Linked DNA regions of Mus musculus: all the other regions are linked to region 2. The links are chromatin contacts, called in public HiChIP or PLAC-seq, Micro-C and promoter capture Hi-C maps. All regions are on one chromosome and are shown on one strand. The core of a region is the stretch at or near the end of the contact, and the rest is flanking DNA. Distances in the headings are between cores, read along the strand shown.

Region 1 (3,844 bases), core at 908-3,407, 230 kb before region 2:
GCCCTGTATGACTCAAGAGATAATTCTTATCCAAGAAGCATCTAATAGACATGTGGATGAACTGTTACCAACGTATCATAATGGTTCTTTTTAGAATGGAATAGGACTAGGAATTGTGGACTCAACATTTCCTAATTTTTATGCCCGTCTGAGTTGATGGAAATCTTTATTCTAAGCAGTCCCCATAGTTCAAGTTTGTGAGGTCATTCAGTCTTAAATGGCTGTTCTAAAACAGGTGGAGGCCTGCCCGGTCCATTGATAAGTGCGAGGACTCACTTTCAGCAGCTCTCTAGCCACAGATGGATGCCTGAACTCATCTCACCCATCAGATATTCCTGTCTGAGGCTGCTACTCTCCCAGGGTAATGTCAAGTCACAGGGTTAATGAGAGCTGAAACACAAGAAGGGCCATGGAGCTGTAGCTAATGCCCAGCAGCTGCAGTGCCAGGGCAGCGGTGTCTGATAGCAAAGCCAGGGTGGTGCCCTTGCCAGGGTATCCCTGTGATGTAACCACGTCTGTGGTTTCTCCTGCCTGATGCCGACCCTTCATGGCTTGGTCAGACCGGCTTTGCACACGTCATGGTGACTCTGTGAAAAACCCTAGGATTCTTCTAAATGATTCTCTTTTCTACCTTTGTTGGTTAGTGTTGGTTTTTGGAGCTAAAGAATTTTTACATACAATTTGTTCATTCATTCATTCATTCATTCACTCATACAAGGAAGTTATGTGTTAACTGTTATGTGTTAAGGACAGTTCTAAGTGTGTGGGTCATTCAGGGAGCAAGATGGAAATCCCTCTCTTGAAGATTACAGTCTACTGAAGCCTATGATTTTCCTTGCAAATTTATGCAAGAGAGGCTTTCTGGGAAAGTGGCATGCAAGCTTAGAAATGGCAAGTTAAGTTAAAGGTAGCCAAACAGGGAGGGTACTGAGCGGTCTAGGTCACAGGAACAAAGGGAATCTGGGATGCTCTAGAACTAAGAGAGGCCATGGAATGTTATAGACTAGAGAAAGAGGATGACGTGGGCCTAGGATAAGGGGATATGAGATGTAAGCAACTGGGAGAGGTAGGGCAACTGGCAAAATGAGACTCAGAAGGCCGAGAAAATCTTACTAAGTCTCCATGGCTTGTTCTCTGAAGGGCAGAGCTATGCTAGACCATAAGTGGAGAGGGCAGCAGAAGGGCACATCACCAGATCTGCGGCAATGATGGTCATGCCTGGAGCTGGCTGCCTTAGACCTGGGGAAGACAAGGGTGGAAATGTGGAGACTGTTAAGGAACTTGCCCAAAAAGTCTAGATAAGAAATACAGTGTTGGGAGCTGGAGAGAGGGATCCGGGGGTTAAGAGCATTGACTGCTCTTCCAGGAGACCAGGGTTCAATTTCTAGCACCCATGTGGCAGTTTACAACTGTCTGTAACTCTAGTTCCAGGGGACCTAACACCTCCACATAGACATATGTGCAGATAAAACACTAATGTTCAAAAAATAAAAAATTAAACTAAATTAAAAAAAAAAAGAAATACAGTGTGGGGTTAGAGTGAAGTAAGGGAACTTTCCCAGTCTTTTCTTCTGCACTATAGCAGAGGTCACAACAGAACATAAGAGAGAGGCAGCTTGGGGCCTCAGAACAAAGACTCTTGGCTATCGTCAACTCAGAGCACACAGGCCCCGGAGCAGCAACTAGAGGATCCTTGTGCTAACCACTGAGCTTCGGGGTTCATTTATTTCTGCGGCACAGTTGAGTCTATATGAGGATGAGAGGGAGAAATGTCCATGTGACAGGACCCTGGGGAAGTAGCACAGGTGACCCCCTCTTACCCTGAACTCCTCCCCACAGAAACTGCAAGTTACCCTGGGTCAGACTGCCCTCTGCTCGCCAGGTTCTGTCCTACAGAAAGGAAACCCGTCTTCTGCGCCCTCGTCTCCCTTTTCTTGATACAGACTTCCTGACCAGTTAGCAAGCAAAGAAAACATTCCTCTTCCCCCGTCCCTCTCTGCCCCGCCCTGCTGTGGCCTTTGGCTTTCTCTCTCTCTCTCTCTCTCTCTCTCTCTAGTTTCCACTCTGGTTCTTGGACACAGCTCTGGCTAGCCTTGTTCTCAGTCCTGACCTATCCCTGTGACAGGCAGCCTGGACTAGCCTCTGAACATCCTACACTAGTGTCGTCCAAACCCATCCTGACTCATCCTGTATGTCTGACCTTGCTCCTGGACAGACAGCTGCCTAGCCAGCTGACATTTCTAGATTCCAGCAGTCTGGATTCTCATCTAACCACAGGCCAGCCCTGCAGCCCCAGTACACAGAACCACAACGCATGGTGTACCCACAGCCGACATTGCCTGTCCAGTGGTTCTATCCATTGGATCCAGAGGTCAAAACCAACTGGTCTTCTGAGTGTCTTCATTTACACAGAACACATGCAGTACAGGGGGCCTTGCTGGCTTTCAGTATGCTCTGTGTGCCCCACTTGCCAGGCTTCTGAGACATTTTTGGCCCTGCGTCAAAGATCAGGACTGGTCATGTGTGGTCTGTTGAAACATAGTTTTTCAAGACTAATAAGCCTACACAGAAACTCAAAGTCAAATAATAAATTGTGTCTAAAGAGCTGGAGAGATGGCTCAACAGTTAAGAGTACATACTCTTCCTCCAGAGGTCAAGGGTTCAGTACCAAGTACCCATGTTAGGTTGGGTGACTCACAACTGCCAGTAACTCTAGCTGGGCAGGGTGGGGTAGGGTAGGGATCTGATGCCCTTTTCTGGCCTCTGAAAGTACACACATACATAAATAATAAATAACTAAACAGGTTAAAAGAAAATCCCTCAAAAGACTATGACATGTCTCTTGGCTTAGACCCAGTTCTCAGAGACTTGGCAGACCTCACAGACAAGCCACCCCAGTGAAGCATGGTAAGGCAGCCTCCCATGGTGTAATCCACACAGATGCCAAGATCATGCCAATCTTGTCTTCAGAGTGCTCACCATTCACCATGCTGGGCATGGTCACAGCTTGCTGGATGTAGGGCAGATGCCAAATACTCAGCACAGATCTTCTCTTTTGTCCTTATAGTCTATCTAATGGAATCTGTGGTGCCCTCAGTTTACTGATGGTTAAACTTACATTTTAAATGTCTTTCTAGCTGCCAAGGAACACAGCCACAGCAAGAAAGATCTGTGGGTTTTTTAGGCATCGTGGCAAGGTCTGGAATCCCAGAAGGTAGGAGGGGGAACAGGAAGATATGGAGTTCAAAGTTACCCTTACTATACAACAAGGTCAAGGATAGCCAGAGTTACAAGAGTCCTTGTCTTACATAAACACACCACACACACACATACACCACACACACAAACACACACCACACACATACACACACACACTCCACATACACACAAGCACACACAAACACACACACACACCACACATACAAACACACACCACACACACCCATACTCCACATACACACAAGCACAAACACACACATACACATATGCCACACACACAAACACACACCACACACCCCCACAACACACTCCACACACACACACAAATACACACCCCCACACACAAACACATACACACACATACTCCACACAAACACATACACACATACTCCACACACACAAATACACACACACTCCACACACACATCCCCACACATACACACCACACACAAACACACACCACACACATCCACACACACACACACACACACACACACACACACACACACACACACATCAAGGGCTGGGGAGATGGCTTGGCATCTATAGACTCTTGTCCCCAAGCCTGAGAACCTAAGCTTGATCCCCAGGCCACATAGTAGGAAGAGAGAACAGACTCAGGTGA
Region 2 (3,710 bases), core at 852-3,351:
TTTGGTGACTGTTGATAATTTGTCCTTCAGTTTCTAAGCCCAGGATTCTCTCCTCTAATAGTTAGATAACCACATGAATGTTTGTTCTATTGCTTACTTTGTAGGGTTTACTATTGCTGTGATGAAACACTGTGACCAAAACAACTTGTGAGAGTGTCTTAGTCACTGTTCTATTGTTGTGGAGAGACACCATGACCATAGCAACTCTTATAAAGGACAACAATTTATTGGGGCTGGCTACCGTTCAGAGTTTTAGTTCATTGTCATCATGGCTGGAAGCATGGTGGCATGCAAACACCCGTGGAGAGGCAGCTGAGCGTTCAGATCCTCAGGCAGCCTTAAACCAGTATGCCTGGCTTGAGCTTCTGAGATATCAAAGCCCAATCCCCAGGGACTTACTTCCTCCATCAAGGCCACACCTCCTAATAGTGTCACTCTCTGGGGACAAGCATTCAAACACAGGAGTCTATGGGAGCCAGTCCTATTCAAACCACCACAGGGAGGAAAGGGCTTGTTTGGCTTACACTTCCACGTTGCTGTTTAATTATCAGAGGAAACAAACCGGGAACTCAAGCAGGGTAGGAGCCTGGAGGCAGGAGTTGGCCCCCAGACCGTGGAAGGGTGCTGCTTATTGGCTTTGTTCCTCGTGGCTTGGACAGTCTGCTTTCTTACAGAAACCACAATCGGCTGGGCCCTCCCCCATCAATCACTCATTAAGAAAAATGCCCTACAGACTTGCCTACAACCTGATCTTATGGAGATATTTTTTTCCAATTGAGGTTCTCAGACAAATCTCTAGTTTGTGTTGAGTTGACAAACAAAACAAAACAAAACAAAAAAAAAACTGGCCAGCACAATGTCTTTCCTCTGCATTCTTTCTCAGACCTTTCCCTTTGATACATTTGTCAGACTACAGGATGTGCCACAAATTGTGCATAGGATCCATAGTTCCTGTCTTTGACTCAAAGGGCAGGGCCTCCAACCTTCAGCTTCTCTCCCTGGTAATTCTCACATCATTGCTATTTGTAACAGAAGGGTGGAGGGTGTTAGAGAGGAGAAATAACTCCCCCTTGAGCATTAGAGGCCACCAGTCAGTTTACAGAAGGGGCTGAAGACCCACCCTCCATTCAGCTCACATCTGTCAGGACTGGGCTTTAAGGACCTTGTGTGGAGTCTCCACGGATTAGTTAAAACGAGGCTATTGGTTAGTTAAAAGGAAGCTAGTCAGAAAAAGGTACATTCCCCTTTAACAACTACTTCTGCCCTCTTAGTGCATGCTGTCCTTGAGCCAGGAGCTGAGATTAAACCTGCAAGCAAACACTGGAGATACATGGATCATGGTGGCCCAGGTCATGCAGACTTCATGAGCTCACTTCCTGGCCGGTGACATGGGGATAATACTCACCTTACCGAGCTGATGTGAGGATATGAAGACAGAAGTGACTGGAAAGTTGAAGAATTGTTCCAGGGGAGTGTTTGCAAGATGATTAAAACAAAACCCAGTCCAACGCAAGCAAACAACCAGTGTGTGGGGACGTGTTCCTCAATAGAAGTAGCTTAGACAGAATGGGATGGGGACAATTAAAAAAGTTTTTTTTTTTTAATTTATTCTCCTTAATGTTTAAACGATCAACCATGACTTTGAACGTAGCATTCCTTCCTAGACCACTAACGAAGGTTAATTAACTGGGTAAAGACTCCGATTGAGAAAAAAAAAAAAAACATCGCGCCATTCTGAAACTGCTGGTCCTGTCTGCTCTCCATCCTGGGCTTCCTGGCCTAACCTCTGCCTTCCTCTTCCCGCATCTGACTAGTCCCAGGACCCAGGAGAAGGGAGTAACCCGCCCCAGCCTGAGGCTCCCGCGCAGACCCGCCACTTGGCTGGGCAGGGTTAGCCCGCCCAGCAGAGGAGGCGGAGAGGGTCAGCAGTGGGCGGGGCTCGGGGTGGGGCCACGGCTTGGGCGCGCGGCTGACGCGACCCAAGGGTTTAGAGGGGAAGCGGGAGTGACAGGAGAGGCGCGGCCTGGACTCGGGGGCGGGGTCATGCGTGCGGAGGCGGGTCCAGGCTTCAAGGGACCGGGGCGCGGCGATCAGGGGCGGGGCTTCCGTGCGGTGGGCGGGGTCCTGGCGGGTCCAGGCTGAGCGGGTAGGGGCTCGCGGGGGCCGAGCTCCTGCATTCAATCCACCCGGCAGCCCTCGAGCTGCACCGTCTACCCCGACCCGGGACGCCGCGGCCGGGGCGAGGAGGGCAGAGGGACGCGGCGATGGCTCTGTGGGGACTCCCGGGGTCCGCTGTGCTTGCTGCTTCAGTGTTCGTGGGAGGCGCTGTGAGTTCGCCGCTGGTGGCCGCCGGTGAGTGCTTTGGTCCTGGTCGGGACGCCTGGTGAGTTGGGTCTGCGCACGGAAGGGAGCCAGGGGCTCGACGAGTCGGTCGAGCCCACAACCCCGCCGCGCCCTGAGTTGCGCGCGCCCTGCTGTGCTACCGGATCTGGCTCTGAACATCTGGGTGTCCCGGGGTGGCCCGGGCAGGGTGCGGCGCGCAGCGCGGCTCCAGTCCTTCCCCACCCGCCTGCCGGGGTCCCGCCTTCCCTCCCCGCCGCTTCTAAAAAACGGCGGGACCCCAACTCGGATTCTTCAGGATGTCGCTTTCCTGGGATGCCTTCTCCCTAGCCGTGGACCCCTTTCTACTGTCCTGGTCCTCAGAGGCCTCACCAGGCGAATATCTTGACACCCGGGATAGGGTTCTGCTTTCCAGCCTCCTTCCTCGCTTTATTTTCTTCTTTCCTTTTCATTATGTTAAAGCCTTGAAAGTGCCAGTCTTTGCAGGTGGTTATGGATTCTTTTAGTAAGTCGGGAATTTCTCACTCCTTCCCATACATGCTGGATAAATTAGGCCGGGAAAGAGGAAAGACATCTATAATGTATACTGCTTTTTCTTTGTATCAAATCCTGTCATCACAAAAGGAACCTCTGTGGTCGGGGTGGAAGCCACCAAGCCGAGACGCTGAGTGCTGTCTTCAACTACAAGCCATCAGCGGGAGTTTCTAACTGAAATCTAAGAGGTCTACCTTTTACTTAAGGACGCCTTTGCCTTGTGCTCCTGTTTTTATAAGGCACACACCAGGGATTCTTAATAATTGTTTCCCCCTCTTAATTGCCACCTCGCTGCAGTACTTAAAAAAAAAAAGTTAAGCCTTCCTGGCCGTTTGGGGTTACCACAGGCTGATTCTTACGTCAGCAGGCTCTGCCAAGCTTGCCTTCAGGGGTGGCTCCTCTTCAGGCCCAAATAATAAGCAGCTGGAAGGCTTCCAACGGTGACTGTCTTCTCTATAAAATATACGTGCTGCTCTTCTTTTTGGAGAATGTTCTAGTCACTCGGAGCTTTGGAGCCTGCTTCTCATTTGTCCTTTACTTTTTCATGGGCATCAGAACGAGCTAGCAAGGGAACAGGATAGATAGACGATGTGTCTCCTGGGTATTTATTAGCAGATCCGCATTTCCTTCAGCCATCTACCCAGGGGAAAGGGAAGCTGGTGACTCGTTCTATTGGATGGGAGATTTTCCCGTGCATCCTGGGCTTCTTTCCCGAGACTTGTAACTACAACATAGTTTCAACGTAGATTGGAGACTGCAGGTAGTAAGTGGTATCACTTGTTGCAGAGTTTGGAACAATAACAGAAAAGATGAACCTGGGAGCAAGATTGTTACAG
Region 3 (3,671 bases), core at 1,118-3,617, 250 kb before region 2:
AAAAACAGCCAACAACTTTACTCTGAGTATATTCAGTGACTCCAGCTGCCTTCTCTAAATTCCAAAAGCCTTGCAAAATTAAAAGCTGGCTATACCCTACCTAGAAACCCTAAGACTGTGCAAAATGGAGGAAGTGACTGAACTTAGATGGGCCTCCAGAGGATCCCTCAAGAATAAAGTTCACGCCATCTCTGGAGTGCCTCTGTTCTGTGTACATACACATAAGCATGAACACTAGCATCTGCCTGTGAAACAAACTTCTCTCTTCAACCCTAACAATAGTCAATTTATCAAAATGCTGTGCCATTTCAAAACCAACTTTCTGATTACATTTTGCTACGAATATCTGTTTTCTTCTCCATATTTTACTTTCTGTGTCAATTGGGCATATTTACTTTTGAAGTTTGTATGGCATTCCGAAACTAGAAACAGCATTTGTCTATTTTTAGCTCAGTCTATAAAGTTAAAGCAAATAATCTTCCTTCCAAAGCACTGTTCATATTTCAAGTTCATGGGGGAAAAACCAGCAGTAATGAGCTCATAAAAGAAAACAGTAAAAAATTTATAATCAAAAGATTTTGACATCCACACCTTGTGTTATAATGAAACAGAGGATCTCGGCTTTCATCTCAGACATCTTGTGAACATTTATAATGGAAACATTTGAAAGGATCCAGCTGTGTTTCATGAAATTTCTCTGTGCACTAATGCCATTAAAATAATGACTACTAAATGGAAAAAAAAAATATGTTCCTCCTTAAAAAAAAAAAAAAGACCTAGAAGAGGGCTGGAGAAATGGCTCAGTAAAGTGCTTGCCTTGCAAGCACAAGGACCCGGGTTCAATCCCCCGAACCTGTGAAAGAAAACAGCAACAGCAACAACAGCCACAACAACAACAAAAGAGCAGCAGCCAGCCAGGCCCAGGCAGTGGTAGGTTTGTAATCTGAGTCCTGGGGAGGAAGGAAGACTGGTGGATCCTTGGCGCTTCCTGAATGGCCAGGCCACATAACCTAGTAGGTGAGTTCCAGACCAACGAAAGACTCTGAAAACCCAAGGGGGACAGTGTTCCTAAAGAACAGCAACCAAAGCTAACCCCTGGCATGTGACCTAACACACACATGAACACATACACCACACACATATAAAAAAAAAATAAAAATGGAAAAGTATGAAATGCTATTTCCTGACTGGTCTATTAGCAAATAAAAACCTGATCCAAACTCGTTCCCCTCCCTCCACAGCAGGTCAAAGTTTCCTGGTTTAGGTGGTTGAATTTACCTTTGAATATGATTTTTTTTTTGTAAAATTTTTAATTTCTAAGACTTTCTATACAAACTTAATCCCAGGTTTTATCCACAGCTGAGCCCTTTCTCACAACATTCACTCTTTTCAAGTCTGAAATGAGCATGCTTCCTTATGCAAAACACGATCCTTTTAAAAATTTAACATTACTATTGTATGTGCCACTGCTGGGGCATGACGAGGGTACGAAGGCGTGGGTGGAGGTCAGAGGCCAACTTACTAGGATTGGCTCTCTCTTTCTACCAAATGGCCTGAGGGGTTGAATTGGGGTTGTCGGGCTTGGTGGCAGGTGCCTTTACCTGCTAAGCGATCCTGTCATCCCTAAAGCCCTGTTTTTGCTTTCTTGGTGTAACCTGAGATTTCAAGGTAAAAGCCAGTGAGTCACAGACTCCTGCATCTCGCCAAGTGTCTGCTCAGGCTCTTCTTGGTGCCATTGTTGGTGCACTGAGCAAGAACACTTTCCAGAAATCATGACCCAAGTTAGTCCCCATAACTGAGAGGAGGGGTGAGGGGAGGGGGAGGGGAAGGGGGAGGGGAGGAGAGAGGAGGGAGGGGAGGAGAGAGGGGGAGGGGGAGAGAGAATAGGGGGAAACAACCTCCAGTAGTCTCTGGGGATTTAGTGCTTAGCAAAAGAACACCTGCCCGGGTTGTAAAATAAACCACCCGTGCACACTGCACGCGCGCACACACACACACCCTGGCCTCTCTGTACAGCTGGAGAAGGAACAGAACTAAAAACAGCTCCTACTGGCTCTGACAGACACCAGGGGTGAGCGGACCTGAAGAGAGAATGGCTTCTCCTTTCCATGTGTGTTAGAGTCTCATCCATCCTCTTAAAGCTTTTATGCAGGGGGGTCTGAATTGTAGGTCTTCTAACCTGGAATTTCCCAAATGTGACAACGATAATACAAGCAACGTGAAGTTTCATGTTTTCATGAATTTCAACATAAACTCAGCTTTCAGATGAGGGCCAGGCAGTTTCTTCTGTGGTTTGGATTAACTTTCTTTTGAGCCTTTGAACTTTGCTCTCTATGAGGCAGAACGGGGTGGCTTGGGGCCAGGTGGACTCGGATGTTCTGCCAGCTCTACCTACTCATTTCAGGGACAGATCACACCTGGATCCGTATCTACCCTGTAGCTATTGTGGAAGTTATTATGGACTTAAAATCTCCAACATTCCTCCCAAGCTGTGACATTTATGTTGAAGTGAATCCCCTGGTGGCACACTGCTGAAACCCCAGCACTTGTAAGACCGAGGTAGAGGGATGACAGATTCGAGACCAACCAGAGCTGCAGACAGGGTTGCAGACTAGCCTGAGCTCTGAGACTCCATCTAAAACGAACCAACTCATGATGGGTTAATGGTCTGATGGCCTTAGCTCACAGTTATCTTTGATTGTTAAACTCAGAGTCACTCTCAACAGGTCACCAAAGCTCCGAGAACTTTCCAGAACGCAGAATCGGTTCCTTCCTTCGGAGGAGAGATCAAGAATGGATGCCTGCCTGGTCTCTCAAAGCCTTCTCGGAGATCACTATTCAGGAGGGAAGCAAGCAGTATTCCCTGAGCACTTAGTGTCTGGCAGATGTTTGCCATTATCTCGTTAATCATTGCAGCTCTTGGAGATAAGAAATGATCGTGGTGATGGAGCATAATGCTCAGAGTGCTTTGCCTGTCAGACTCGGAGGAAACCAGTGAACCCTAGACAAAGTCCATTGGCCCCCCACGCATTGTTCAAAATCTCCATAGTGCATGAAACAGGGAGCCTCCTGACCTCCTAAGAAGGGGAAACTGAGGACCAGTTGGTAATTTCACATCTACAACCTGGCCCCACCGAGGGATAGGCTTCAACCATCCATCAGTCTACTAATGCCTATGGCTCATCACCGCGCATCAGTTCCTGGGGTGCAGCGGTAGACACACCACCTGCCCTTGAAGGGACGGTTTACAGTCCAGCAAGCCCACACTGCAAGCAAAGAGGAAAGAGCACAGCTGACTGCTTGAGTCAGGGAGCCAGAGAAGGGGTCCTGAGCCAACGGCAGGCCCTGTAGGCAGCTTGGAGTCTTACCAGGCATCCAAATGCTAAGTAGAAATTACCCTTACAGATAAGAGAGGAGGAAGACTATCCCTAATCTGTAGAGCATTAGAATTAGGTACTGACAGGATTTTCACTTTTTTGGGTAAGATTTATTATTTTATAAATGTTTTGCCTACACATGTCTGTGTATCACATGTGTACCTGGTCCCTACAGAGGCCAAAGAGGACACTAGAACCCCCTGGGACTGGAGTTACTGACAGTTGTGAGCCATCACATAAGTGTTGGGACTCAAGCCCTGGAAGAGCAATCAGTGTTCTTAACCACTGAGCCAT
Region 4 (3,854 bases), core at 334-2,833, 150 kb before region 2:
TTCCTCTTTTTCTGTAAGGACTTCTACCTGTTTGATTGTGTTTTCCTGTTTTTCTTTAAGGACTTGTAACTCTTTAGCAGTGTTCTCCTGTATTTCTTTAAGTGATTTATTAAAGTCCTTCTTGATGTCCTCTACCATCATCATGAGATATGCTTTTAAATCTAGGTCTAGGTTCTCAGGTGTGTTGGGGTTCCCTGGACTGGGCGAAGTGGGTGTGCTGGGTTCTGGTGATGGTGAGTGGTCTTGGTTCCTGTTAGTAAGATTCCTCCGTTTACCTTTCGCCATCTGGTAATCTCTGGAGTTAGTAGTTATAGTTGACTCTGTTTAGAGATTGTTCTTCTGGTGATTCTGTTACCGTCTATCAGCAGACCTGGGAGACAGATTCTCTCCTCTGAGTTTCAGTGCTCAGAGCACTCTCTGCTGGCAAGCTCTCTTACAGGGAAGGTGCACAGATATCTTGTATTTGGACCTCCTCCTGGCCGAAGAAGAAGGCCCAAAACAGGACCTTTCTCAGACACTGTGTTGCTTTGGCAGTTCCCAGGTGGTACAGACTCTCACCTAAGCAGACTAAATTCCTAAGTTCCTTGGAGTCCCGGGACCAAGATGGCGACCGCTGCTGCTGTGGCTTAGGTTGCCTCCCCAGCCGGGCGGGCACCTGTCCTCTGGTCCGGAAGGTGGCCGGCTGTCCCCGGCCCACACAGGGTGCTGCCTCAGCGCCTCTGTGCTTCTGCCTGTTCCAGAAGCTGTCAGGTTCTCTGGCGCACCCTCTCACCTGTTCAGACTAATTTCCTAAGTTCGGCGGGTCCCGGACCAAGATGGCGACCGCTGCTGCTGTGGCTTAGGCCGCCTCCCCAGCCGGGTGGGCACCTGTCCTCTGGTCCGGAAGGTGGCCGGCTGTCCCCGGCCCACGCAGGGTGCTGCCTCAGCGCCTCTGTGCTTCCGCCTGTTCCAGAAGCTGTCAGGTTCTCTGGCGCACCCTCTCACCTGTTCAGACTAATTTCCTAAGTTCGGCGGGTCCCGGACCAAGATGGCGACCGCTGCTGCTGTGGCTTAGGCCGCCTCCCCAGCCGGGCGGGCACCTGTCCTCCGGTCCGGAAGGTGGCCGGCTGTCCCCGGCCCACACAGGGTGCTGCCTCAGCCCCTCTGTGCTTCTGCCTGTTCCAGAGGCTGTCAGGTTCTCTGGCGCACCCTCTCACCTGTTCAGACTAATTTCCTAAGTCCCTTCCCTAATCCTAAATGACTTATCTTGAAATCTAAAGTGTGATATTGCTGAGTGATATTTTTAAGACAAGGACACACTGTATGGCTATGCAAACCCCTGGTTAGGAATCAATCCTTATCTCTTCAGTTTAAATTCAGTGGGTCATGTTATAGGCATGGATATTGAAGTCTTTCACAATCAGGCAGCGTGTCTCTCTCTAATCAGGCCAAAAATCTTTGTAAAATAAATAATACCAGAAGCTGCTGAGTTCTCAATGCAATTCTGATTCAGGAAAGGGGGAGAAAAGCTGCTTTGAGGACCTGGGACAAATCTGAATTCATGTTGACCAGGCTAAGCTCACAAATAGTTATTCAAATGCTAATTTGGGCATTTCAGTGAAAGCAGTTTACTTTAAATGAAGGCAATTATCCTTGGTGGCCTGGGTAGATAACATTCAAAAGAGAATGTTTCCTGAAGAATTTAACTTTCAGTTTAAATTCAGTTTAACTGCACTCAGGAGGCAGAGGCAGGTGGATCTCTTGTGAGTTTAAGGCTAGCCTGGTCTATAGAGTGGATCCAGGATAGCCAGGGCTCTGTTACACAGAGAAATCTTGTCTTGAGAAAAAAAGAAAAAAGGAAAAAGGAAAAAGAAAAGAAAAAAAAAATCAACGAGAGACATACTGTAAGATACCAGCAAAGGTAGAGGCTATGTTGGGGTCTGCACTGTTTCATGGTCTGGTTTTGTGAATCAAGTTTAACTGGGGCACAGGCTATGTTCATTCATTGATACATATATGGTTGTTTCTACATTTATTTTTTCTTTCTTTCTTTCGGCCTTGATTAAAGAGGCCTATGCCACCACATCCTGTTTCTACACTTCAACAGGAGTAGCTACAACAGCCCTATAGGACCTGCGAACACCAAGACATTATCTGTCTTGTATTTACCATCTTGTGGCCTGGGTAAGGACCTTGAGGGCTCAGTGAATTATCATTTTAGCATTTCTATGTCTGAAAGTTTTTAAAAGTAAAAAGTTGGGAAAGACATCTTTTCTAACAAAAATACTTCTTAGATAGTACCACTTAGACTTGAAAGGCTATTGATTCTGATTCACAGGTTAGATAACTCTATTAATAAATGAAATGTACAATATGAAGTCTATTAATAGTAATCTTACCTTAAGCTGTGGTTTTTATTGTCATTGCATGTTAATAGGTTGGTGTCCCCATGATATCACCACAGTTTCTAACTAGGCTACAATTGGGAATTTTCACTTAACACTTGAACAGAACCAGGAAGTCTCAGGGATGAGAGTCATAGCAGCGATGTCATACCTGTTGCCAGGGGGAGCACACAACTCTGCGTAGTACTTGATTTTGGGCTCAGTCCCACTGGTCCGCATGGTGGCCACACCTCCATTAGCAAAGGTGAAGGTGATCATTTGGCTGCTCTTACTGGTAGGAAGAACCTAGGGATTAATTTGTACAGGTCACACATTTAAACAGCAACAACCCTTTCTGACCTAGTGAATTACTGTCCCACATAAGCAAGAAAACGAATAACCAGACGAGGATATGGGCCACAGAAGAACATCCCTGGGAAAATGAGAAGACTCAATCCCAGTAATTTGTGAACATTAAGTAACTTCACAGTGTAGCTTTCTACTTCTACATATCTATTAAAGTTATCAAAGTTTTGTTCAAATTAAAATATGGTATTTCATAAGAAACTGAGACAATAATGTACTACAAAAAATTAGATCATTCCTCAGTGTTGTAAATGCAAACTTTGGCCAAAAAAACAGTTCCTAAGGAGATTTTTTTTTTCCTGGTACAAAATTTCAATATTGTGGTGGTTTGAATACGCTTGGCCCAGGGAGTGGCACTATTAGGAAGTGTGACCTTGTTGGAGAAAGTGTGTCAGTGTAGGGTGGGCTTTGAAACCCTCCTCCAAGCTGCCTGAGGATAGTCTTCCCCTATCTGCCTTCGGAACACGATGTAGAACTTTTGGCTCCTCCAGCTTCATGTCTGCCTGGATGCTGCCATTTTTCCTGCCTTGATGATAATGGACTGAACCTCAGAAGCTGTAAGCCAGCTCCAGCTAAATATTGTCCTTTATAAAAGTTGCCTCGGTCACGGTATCTCTTCACAGCAATGGAAACCCTAACTAAGGCATATATTTAAAGTTGCTAATTTCAGGATGTCACTAACGTTACTGTAAACATGCTTTCCCTGGTATAAACACAAGGGCAAAGAGGGAGAGAGGCCACAGCACTTGATGGAGAGGTTACCAGATCATGAAAGCCAGAAAGTAGACCTGATTGTGGGTTCCCAGTATGTCTGGGAGGGTCAGAAACAAGAAACCGAGCCACTGTACTCTGCAGACGCCCATCTGGCCTCAAGAACTAGAAGCATTAGGTATGCTAAGGCTCAGTGTGAGGCAGGGGTGAAACAGTGACAAGGTTGTAAAGAAGCTACCAGATGTTCCAGAGAAGGCAGCCTTTCTCTGCCTGCCAGGGGTGCTTACATTCCCTAGATCTTGAATGAGAACAGCTCAGAAACTAGGATCGCCAGTCATCATGGAGGGTATGCTATGGTGGATATACTTGACCTCCCAGACCACCTGCCTCTAACCACGCCCCTACCTACGCCCC

The links. Promoter capture Hi-C pulls out the DNA fragments that hold promoters and counts their contacts. Hi-C and Micro-C count contacts between places; a contact is called where the count stands out from the background. HiChIP or PLAC-seq counts read pairs in DNA pulled down with a chosen protein or histone mark.
Region 1: a contact with region 2 is called in a Micro-C map of muscle stem cells, with 9 times the contacts expected there. The contact joins the enhancer-like site here to the promoter of Rell1 in region 2. A contact is called at or near these places in 2 of 39 promoter capture datasets (the HPC-7 cell line and the SN4741 cell line), 2 of 484 Hi-C or Micro-C datasets (muscle stem cells and olfactory sensory neurons) and 2 of 115 datasets of contacts at active chromatin or transcription factors (bone marrow-derived macrophages and stem cell-derived neural progenitor cells).
Region 3: a contact with region 2 is called in a promoter capture Hi-C map of pre-B cells. The contact joins the enhancer-like site here to the promoter of Rell1 in region 2. A contact is called at or near these places in 4 of 39 promoter capture datasets (the C10 cell line, cranial neural crest, pre-B cells and 1 more), 6 of 484 Hi-C or Micro-C datasets (LSK cells, embryonic stem cells, erythroblasts and 2 more) and 3 of 115 datasets of contacts at active chromatin or transcription factors (bone marrow-derived macrophages, neural tube and stem cell-derived neural progenitor cells).
Region 4: an H3K4me3 HiChIP or PLAC-seq map of embryonic stem cells shows a contact between it and region 2, with 10 read pairs. The contact joins the enhancer-like site here to the promoter of Rell1 in region 2. A contact is called at or near these places in 7 of 39 promoter capture datasets (the C10 cell line, the HPC-7 cell line, embryonic stem cells and 4 more), 1 of 484 Hi-C or Micro-C datasets (myocytes), 5 of 115 datasets of contacts at active chromatin or transcription factors (bone marrow-derived macrophages, effector CD8 T cells, embryonic stem cells and 1 more) and 3 of 9 other capture datasets (adipose tissue, liver and pancreatic islet).

The regions. Positions count from the first base shown.
Region 1 is chr5:64,195,419-64,199,262 of GRCm38.p6, reverse strand. The region is part of intron 2 of Tbc1d1 (TBC1 domain family, member 1); the gene reads right to left. Among named protein-coding and RNA genes, the nearest start is that of Tbc1d1, 37 kb to the right of the region's middle. Within about 2 kb of position 2,157, at least 74 of the 459 cell types and tissues checked have an H3K27ac peak or open chromatin away from gene starts, as enhancers often do. A contact at or near this core is called in the SN4741 cell line and muscle stem cells, where this site is marked.
Region 2 is chr5:63,967,288-63,970,997 of GRCm38.p6, reverse strand. Rell1 (RELT-like 1) reads left to right here and starts at 2,101. Exons shown (of 7, transcript NM_145923.4): 1 at 2,101-2,352. The coding sequence starts at 2,265.
Region 3 is chr5:64,216,742-64,220,412 of GRCm38.p6, reverse strand. All of the region lies in intron 2 of Tbc1d1 (TBC1 domain family, member 1), which reads right to left. Among named protein-coding and RNA genes, the nearest start is that of Gm46913, 29 kb to the left of the region's middle. Within about 2 kb of position 2,367, at least 56 of the 459 cell types and tissues checked have an H3K27ac peak or open chromatin away from gene starts, as enhancers often do. A contact at or near this core is called in erythroblasts, pre-B cells and regulatory T cells, where this site is marked.
Region 4 is chr5:64,115,115-64,118,968 of GRCm38.p6, reverse strand. It overlaps Pgm2 (phosphoglucomutase 2), which reads right to left. Exons shown (of 14, transcript NM_025700.3): 13 at 2,536-2,669. Among named protein-coding and RNA genes, the nearest start is that of Pgm2, 24 kb to the right of the region's middle. Within about 2 kb of position 1,583, at least 5 of the 459 cell types and tissues checked have an H3K27ac peak or open chromatin away from gene starts, as enhancers often do. A contact at or near this core is called in embryonic stem cells, where this site is marked.